Regions from separate parts of the Cyprinus carpio genome. Here region 2 is linked to region 1. A link is a contact called in public Hi-C data. All regions are on one chromosome and are shown on one strand. Each heading gives the region's core, a stretch centred on a gene start, on an enhancer-like site or on the middle of the called end of the contact. The rest is flanking DNA. Distances are from core to core; before and after follow the strand shown. Region 1 holds the start of LOC109112073 (protein FAM13B-like). Region 2 overlaps LOC109112073 (protein FAM13B-like).

Region 1 (4,248 bases), core at 1,033-3,532:
TCAGTGGAAATGTACCGCCACACGACGAGCACATGAACTTTGGGGCCTGCAGTGGGTCATGTGTTTAAAATGAAGCTTTTTATTTAATATCGGCCCTCCTATCAGCACATTATGAACTACACGTGCCTCCTCTTTGAGGTGTGCAGGTTTTGTAAGCTATTGTTTTCATTTGTTTGGTATGAGTGTGTTTTTCTTTTTGGTAAATGAAATGTTTCTCATCTCCTCTTGTGCATCAGATTGTATGTATAAGCACACAGAATAGGTTCTTGTGTACAGACCACCTCGTCTAGTCTAGCTTATTCAGAACTGATTAGTGAAGCCTATGTATTGTATCACAGAATTGTTGTTTTACTATTTAAATAATAAATGATAGAAATGTTTGTGTGTTTGGACTGACCCACCAAACACAACTTAAGTCCAAGGAGTGTAATCTTCAAACACAGCAATAAACATTTAAATAAATCACTGGGTGTGTCTGCTTTATATTTTATTTGAATGTCCATTGTGTGATAACATGGTTTTGTATATGATTTAGTCACAAAACCATAGAAAACAAAAAAATAAAAAACTAAATACACAATAAATTAAAAAAAATTAAAAATACTTCAGGGTTATTATAGTAACTAAAAAAATAAACAATGAAATACACAATAACTGAAAAAAAATAAAAAAAATATTCAATAGCTAAAGCTAAAACTGTAATAAAATTTATAAAAACTATGGTAAAAAAATAAAATAAAAAATAAGTATAAAAACTACAAAACAATACAAAATTTGTATATAAAAAAATACTTTTATTATTTTGGTATTATTCATTAATTTATTATTATTTTACCTAAAGTTGAATCAAAACAGAATTTTTTGAAAATCAAACTATTAATAAAAATTATAATAATATCTCAGTGATACTAAAACACTAAAAGACATCCCCTGCATTCATCTAATAAATCTCTTATAATAGAAAAATGATTTCTATTATATATAGAGCAATTGGAAAATGAAAATAGACGTCCTTTATATGATAACTGAAGAAAGAAAAATGTAAGAACATTGATTGATTGATTGATTGATTAATTGATTTCTCAAAATGACACAAACTATTAAAAAAACCACACAAACATTCTATTTCTCATATCTACTACATTATTGCTTAGGATCCACTAGGAAGGAAAGCACACTTTCAAGGGGGTCTCAAGATGACTTAAATTATTAAAATAACCTTTGAAATAAATTAAAACAACTAAAAATCAAGATTAGAAAATGTGTTTTCAAGAAAGTCAAGAATATGAAAATAGTTTGTTGGAAAACAAATTGGCATTTGTGAATCATACAAATTTATTGGTCATAAAGTGTATATGGTGATGAACAAACTGATACTGAATCTTCTGGAAATTAGTTGTTTTGATTGGTTATAAGTATTTTAATATATTGCCACTAGTTTGCGTGGATAAATGTTTTGTCATTGTAGCAGAAGTACCATATTGTCATATTTGGAATTTTGAACAAGCAATCAATTTATATAGTTTATTCATTACAATTTAAAACAATGGTATATATTATTACTTTTCACATTTATTCTGTTCCATATTCCCACCAAAAAAAAAAAAAAAACGGATTTACTGTTTAATAAACTGCATTTTCGTTGTCAATAGATGGTATGCGTTTATACAGAAAATGATTTTACAAAATTAAACTCACTATGAAAAATAGGTTACTCACTGGTGGAGTATAGTGTGTGACAACTTGCCCCGGTCTTGTCTACAGTGTGCGCTGCATGCATGGAATCAAACACTGGGTGGCGCTGCAGTACCATGTGAAATAAGATATTTTCTTTTGACGCAATAATTTTGGATTGCATTACTTGAGTTTAGTTTCTCTTTCGTTAAAACAACAAATAATTAAAATGCAATCTATTCATGTATTACCTTGCAGTTCAGTGGTAAAAAACACTTTTATAACTAATACTAAAAACAGAACTGTGTTGTTAAGCAATGAAATCGATACCATGACGGTTTTGCCATAATGTATTTCTAATGAAAGTTGTATGCGTTTGAAAGATTGAATGTATAAAGCGACTTGTTAAAGCAATGAGCATCTACTATAACATTTCTTTCTCTGCATCTGTTTGATCCAAGATAAAAGTGACATTAGTTATTTTAATGGAATATTCTGGAAAACTGTGGACTGTGTTGGGAAGAATGCTGAAATCCTGAGAGAGAGAGAGAGAGAGAGAGAGAGAGAGAGAGAGAGAGAGAGAGAGCGCGAGCGAGAGAGGGGCGGGGTCAGTGTGTCTCGGGCATCGCTGTGGGTGTGTAACTAACACTGTCTCCATTCCACAGAATCATCTACTCACATTAAAACTGGCCATGCCAGCCCAACACTGTAGCTAGTCATCATCATCATTCATATCGCCTACTTTGAACCACGGACTACTGGAATAATTCTGTTTGCTGGTCGTTTATCGTCTGGTTTGACCTGGTAAGTGCGGATAGCATCGATGAAGAAGTGACTTTAGCTGATGCTAGCAGTCGCGTTAGCCAGCTGAGGGATCGCCTCACAGCGACTCATCCCGAATTTGCATCGAACTACTGATTTACACTCTATTTTGTTGTTGTATGATGGTTGTATTTTACACGTTACATGTTTAATTAATTTCTGCCCTCGTGAAACGAGGATAAAAATGCGTGTATAGCGGATTATAGTGCGTTGAGTGGTGTGTTGCAGCGGGAATAGATGTTGACAGTGCTAAGCTATGAGGCTAACAGGATAGCGTAACGTTAGAAAGACGTTCGTTTTTTAATAGTGAGAATTATAAATTTGGTTTGTTTTTGTGTGTTTGGTGCACAAAGGTAGCTTTTTTGAAGATTTCCTTCATTTGCAATTGTATTTCTGTTTATTATTGTTTTACTCGGAATGGTAAGATGCTTCTGTAAGTTGAGTGACAGCTGAAGGTTCATTCTGTAACTGACAGAATCACTTCCTGTCTATAAAAATAAATATATTCGTGCCTTATTGGTTTTGAGTTGTTAAACATGTCTTCTGAAATAAAAGAGAATGCTTTGGCTCCTAAAATAGCTTCAGTTTAGCTTAATTGGGATGTGAAACTTGAATCCTGTATAGAGATGTTTCTGGAACAGCAGCTGAGGGGGATTGTGCTGTTTAATAATAGATTAATTATTTAAATGATTTGACCTTGTTTTATTTTTAAATGTATAAACAGATATTTTTAATGCTTCATTAGTCATTTAATTAATTAAATATTTAGCTTATCAAGTTTTTTTTTTTACTAATTTAATTTAACTTTTTTGTTAAGTCTTTAATTAGGTTTCTTTTTTAATATTTTTTTCTGTACATTTCTTTCTTTTAATGTATTTTGTTTATTATTTATCTGTTCATGTTCATCAAATTCTCATTATTTTTATTAAAATCATATTTTTTATAAAATGTGCACTGTTTTTCTCTGAATAGTCATACAGACCACCTTTGACCCCAGTTCAGAAACCCCTGGAGTAGACTATATACTGTGTGTACATTGTGAAAAATAAACAGCTGTTATTTGCCTTTGCATGCCCTTTTCAATGGTGGTGTCCTTCACAACATCAGAAAGTTCAAGGAAATTCATAAAATCCTGAAAAAGCCATGGACATTTCTAGTTTTTTTTTATCTGTGTCCAATATATTAAGCCAGCTAGAAATGTCTCATGTGAAATTCATTTTCTTGTAATAACAAAAAAATGGAAAATGCATGATGATTACATAAAAGAGAAGTCATAGAAATTCAGGTAATGCTGTGCTTAAAGACAATGCAAGATCTTGACCTTGTAAGCCAAATACATTTTTCCATGCGTACGTGAGTGATCGGAGAAAAGTCATTGACTGTAGTCCACTCCTGTTGAAAACGAGACAAACTCTTGCTTTTTTGGGGCTGCTCGTAGGCTTCCCAAAACAGAAAAGTGGTTACTAGGATGGCTATCATTGGGTTTTTAGCTGCTGTATGCATGGATATGGAGATAAGGCCTTTAAAACCAGCTGAACGTGTCTTGTTCAGATTACAGCTAAACCCAGCTGTCCTTGAGGAGATTTCAGCGCGGCTGCTCGGCTCTTTTCTGTGACAGACTAGACTCTCTTTAGATTCATCCAACCGCCTGTCATGAAAACAGTTGGAGCACCATATGGGTTGAGAGCTAGATTACGGATAACTGCTTTCATTTGTAACGCCGGTTCTCTGTTGTAAATAATTGTGCTCTAA
Region 2 (4,248 bases), core at 979-3,478, 41 kb after region 1:
ATAACTAGTTTTTTATTTTTTCCAAGCAAGACATTTAAAGAGCTCTATAACTGACAGATCACACAGTGGTCATCACCTTATAGTCATCTGTTCCCATCTTCACACAGACTGGAGAAGTACCCAGACTATGAGCAGATGGACCAGGCTGATGTTATCACCCGTGTGAGTATTTATGAATAGCGCCAGGATTCTGTATGTTTTTCTGTACTGAAGCGTCTAAACAAAGCTCTTCAATGATTCGCAGGAGCCCGGAGACTGTGACCTGAACGCTAATAATAATGAGTCCACAGAGCCAGACAGCGGCCCTCAGTCTTTGACCAGAAGCATTCTCTCAGACAGTGAACAAGAAGGTAACTATTTCTGTTATTTCTCTATAAAAGTTGCACTGTATCAACTGCTAACGTGAACAAATAATAGAAAATATAATGAAAATAAGCAGTTTCCGATCTTAGAATAATACGAAAAAACACTAATAGGAAGAGGGGAAACTTTTGAAATCAGTCATTATTATTTTTTTTTTTAAGTTTAATTTGGTACAAATTGTGGTGAGGAAAACACACACTTCACCTTTAAGCTCATATAAGACTGATGAGATGTTTTGTGTATTTATACATTGGCTGAATATTAACAGCGCCCTTGAATTTGAAACTCGAGAGATGAATTCAATAGATCACAGAGCTATAAATACGAAAAGTAAATGGTTATTATTCATAAACCACCAACATACACAGTTCTGTTTTCTCATGTATATGTGAATCATAAATATGGTTCATGTGGTCTGAGTGAATGCTATTTATGACTGTATGTTAGTTATTTGTATTTCAGCCATAGATCCACAGCATTACGTGTCTGTTTGCGTGCGTGTGTGTGTGTGTGTGTGTGTGTGAGGCTCATAGCTCACTGCACTCTTCTGTGCTATCTCTCTCTCTCCGCCTCTCTCTCCGTCAGCATCATGCCCCATCAGTTTCCCACCCATTGACTTCACATGTATGCATCTGCAGAGAGAAGGGAGCGGTAAGTTGCATCTCCACAGCCCTCCCCCGAGCTCGTCCATCACCCGCTGCTGCTCTCAAGCTGTTTTCACTCGTTTCGAACCCGAATTTGGCTCCGCCCCTTCCCTTTTCCCTTCCCCCACAGCCACTTTCTCACGCTGCCTTATTTTGAATGCAAACAACTGTACACTTTCAACATCTACCACAGAGTTACATTGTGAATGGACACTAAAAATGCGAAGCTCGCCGTTATTGTTTTTCTACCATAACTGCACCCAGGACATGTAGCATCAACGAGTTCCAAATGGAATCTTTTTGCATTTTTCCACTTTGATTTTAAGGGAGAATCTTTGGAATTTTGCAGAAGGGATTTAAATGTGGAAATGCAAATGTTGAACCGAAATAAGAGTATTTAATGTAATGTATTAAATAACCCAAAATATTTAATATACATACATGTCTATGAGGAATGTTGTGAATCGATGTTCCCAAAGCTCTGAAAATCAAAGCTGTGGAGTTCTGTGGGCTCGGATTCCATGTAGAAATAAATAATCTTATAGCAGACAAATTATACTAAGTGTGCTTGTACAAAAGCAGTTTACTTCTGCAAAATTAGGATGGATTGCTTTCATACAAATGACCAGCTACAACAATAGCTAGAGTCTAGCATTCACGCCAACCAAATTCAGTTCTGACGTCAACTCCTTCAGTTTGAGTTCGCCCCCTGAGACTCTGACTAACCCATCGGCTCCTCACATGCACCCAGTTGGTCCTGCTGACTCCCACTATTTACCATCTGCCATCAGCACATGCATCAGCTTTCTCCTGATCAACCACTATGTCAGATATCTAGGCAGTGCAAATTTGATCAGCTAAGTTTCCATAGCAGGCCCCAGTCCAGTACATTCTCTGCCCTCTCGGGTCAACGTGACTTCTGCTCTGAGCATGATTCCCGGCATCGAGCACGATAAACAATGGCTGCTGTCATTGCTGATGGCTCCAGAATGTATGTGTGTGTGTGTGTGGGTGATATTCAACTGTGCACTCTTACCCAGAAGCGTCACTTGCCAAATAACACAATGCCACAAAGCGTTCTGAGGAAGTCTTGATTGAGTTTTTATGTGCTGTATGGCTCACTCACTATGTGTCAGATTATCTGTGGTCTCTGCGCACCTGTTTAGACTTTGGGTTACTAGCACAAAGCAACCAAGGCCTGTTGTGAACTTCTAACTCTGTGTGGAAGTGTATGCGATTGAACTGTTGAGTTATGCTGAAGATATTGTTTTTAATGGCAGTGCGTGTGTCTGTGTGTCTTTGTCAGACCCTGTGCCGGTGTTCTTGCCATGGCAAGAGGAGACCGAGTCAGGGGAGGCCCAGCTGTCGCCGCTGGCGGGCCGCATGATACCCCTGCCGCTAGAAGACGATACTCAGCCACTTCTGGCCCGACGCTTCCTGGACTTTGGCCACAGTCAGCGGTTCTTGCAGCAGGACCACGATGCTACATCCTCCACCAAAGCGTTGCCCTGTGGGAGGTGAGCAGAGAGAGCACAGACACTTATGAACGCTCAGATACACTGACAGCCAAACTCACGCTCGTGTCACGTCTCTCAGGCCTCGCCGTGCTTCACTCACTTCCAAAGACACTCTGAAGGGAGACAACGTCTCCCACCAGCTCACCAAGAAACTCCAGAACCTCAAGAAGAAGATCAAGCAGTTTGAGGAGCAGTTTGAAAAAGAGAAAAACTACAAGGTTAGAATGATATACACTAGCGGTCAAAAGTATCTCTTCTGCTCACCAAGGTTGCATTTATTCTATCTTTATATAGTTTCAAATGTAATTTATTTCTGTGATCAAAGCTGAATTTTCAGCATCATTACTCCAGTCTTCAGTGTCACATGATCTTCGGAAATCATTCTAATATGCTGATTTGCTGCTCAAGAAACATTAAGTATTATTATTAATGTTAAAAACAGTTGTGTACAGTTTTTCTCAGGATTATTTGATGAATAGAGCAGCATTTAGCTGAAATAGAAAGCTTTTGTGACAAAGTCTTTCATGTTACTTTTGGTCAATTTAATGCATCCCAGCTGAATAAAGGTATTAATTTATTTCCCCCCCAAAAAAAGAAAGTTTTTGCTGACCCCAAACGTTTGAACACAGTAGTGTATAATGTCACAAAAGCTTTCTATTTTAGATAAATGCTGTTCTTTTGTACTTTCTATTCATCAAAACATGCAGAAAAACCTGTTTTCAACATTGATAATAATCATAAATGTTTCTTGAGCAGCAAATCTGCATATTAGAATGCTTTCTGAAGGATCATGTGACATTGAAGACTGGAGCAATGATGCTGAAAATTCAGCTTTGTATCAAAAAAAATGAATTACATTTTAACACACATTCAAATAGAAAACAGTTCTTTTAAATTATAAAAATATTTCACAATATTTTTTGGTAAGCAGAAGAGACTAAAAAAAACATTTTAAAAACCATGCTGTTATAAATCATTATATATTAATAATTTCAGAAATGATCGGTTAAATTGATATTTGTGCTTCGTTTGCAGCCGTCTCACGCTGAAAAGGCAGCTGATCCAAAGGTGCTGAAGTGGATGACGGATCTGACCAAAATCCGCAAGCAGCTCAAAGGTGAGAGTGTCTGTGTGGGCCGGGGGAGCGATATGGGTGTGGAGTTTCTGATACTCAGTGTCATATGTTATTGGGCCGTCTTGGTCCAGGCCTGCTCCCCTGTCCTCTGTGGGAGAAGTGCACCTTACACTGCATGTCTGTAGAGGCTCTGGGGCTCTCTCTCTCATGGGACCACCCTCATACTCTACTGGAGAGCCCTCCGCTCACTGTGTTTGGCCCCCCACACTTCCCATCATCCATTTCCATTTGATGCCCCCCATCAGAGGTGCACTGTCGTATAAAGTCTCTCTTTCTCTTTAACTAAATCTACTCGGACGGCCCTCATCGGCAGGACGACAGCACCTCTTACCCAAAGGTTCCCTGAGGCACCAGGCCGTGCTTCAGTCATACAGACGCCACTCGTCCTCTTCCTCCGTCCCGAACACACCCCATTTTACACTGTCACGCCCCCTCAATGCCTCTAGACAGGCGCCCCACTTCTGTAAGTACTCTTAAGCAGCAGTAAGTAGACTTGAGTTTGACACTCTCTGCTCTCCTCTCTCTCTAAATTTCTCTGAGCGCGGTCTCGCAGGTGCTTTCCCCCTACGGGACGCTCTCGGCCACGTGT

Evidence for each region. Hi-C and Micro-C count contacts between places; a contact is called where the count stands out from the background.
Region 2: a contact with region 1 is called in a Hi-C map of skeletal muscle, with 3 times the contacts expected there. The contact joins the enhancer-like site here to the promoter of LOC109112073 in region 1. A contact is called at or near these places in 8 of 8 Hi-C or Micro-C datasets (liver, red blood cells and skeletal muscle).

What each region holds. Positions count from the first base shown.
Region 1 is chrB14:22,756,445-22,760,692 of ASM1834038v1, forward strand. LOC109112073 (protein FAM13B-like) reads left to right here and starts at 2,283. Exons shown (of 24, transcript XM_042738625.1): 1 at 2,283-2,478. It overlaps LOC109112627 (C-X-C motif chemokine 14), which reads left to right. Exons shown (of 4, transcript XM_019125538.2): 4 at 1-465.
Region 2 is chrB14:22,797,908-22,802,155 of ASM1834038v1, forward strand. It overlaps LOC109112073 (protein FAM13B-like), which reads left to right. Exons shown (of 24, transcript XM_042738625.1): 12 at 108-162; 13 at 245-350; 14 at 949-1,014; 15 at 2,314-2,524; 16 at 2,604-2,742; 17 at 3,560-3,641; 18 at 3,973-4,122. Among protein-coding and RNA genes, the nearest start is that of LOC109112072, 29 kb to the right of the region's middle. Within about 2 kb of position 2,229, at least 1 of the 8 cell types and tissues checked has an H3K27ac peak or open chromatin away from gene starts, as enhancers often do. A contact at or near this core is called in skeletal muscle, where this site is marked.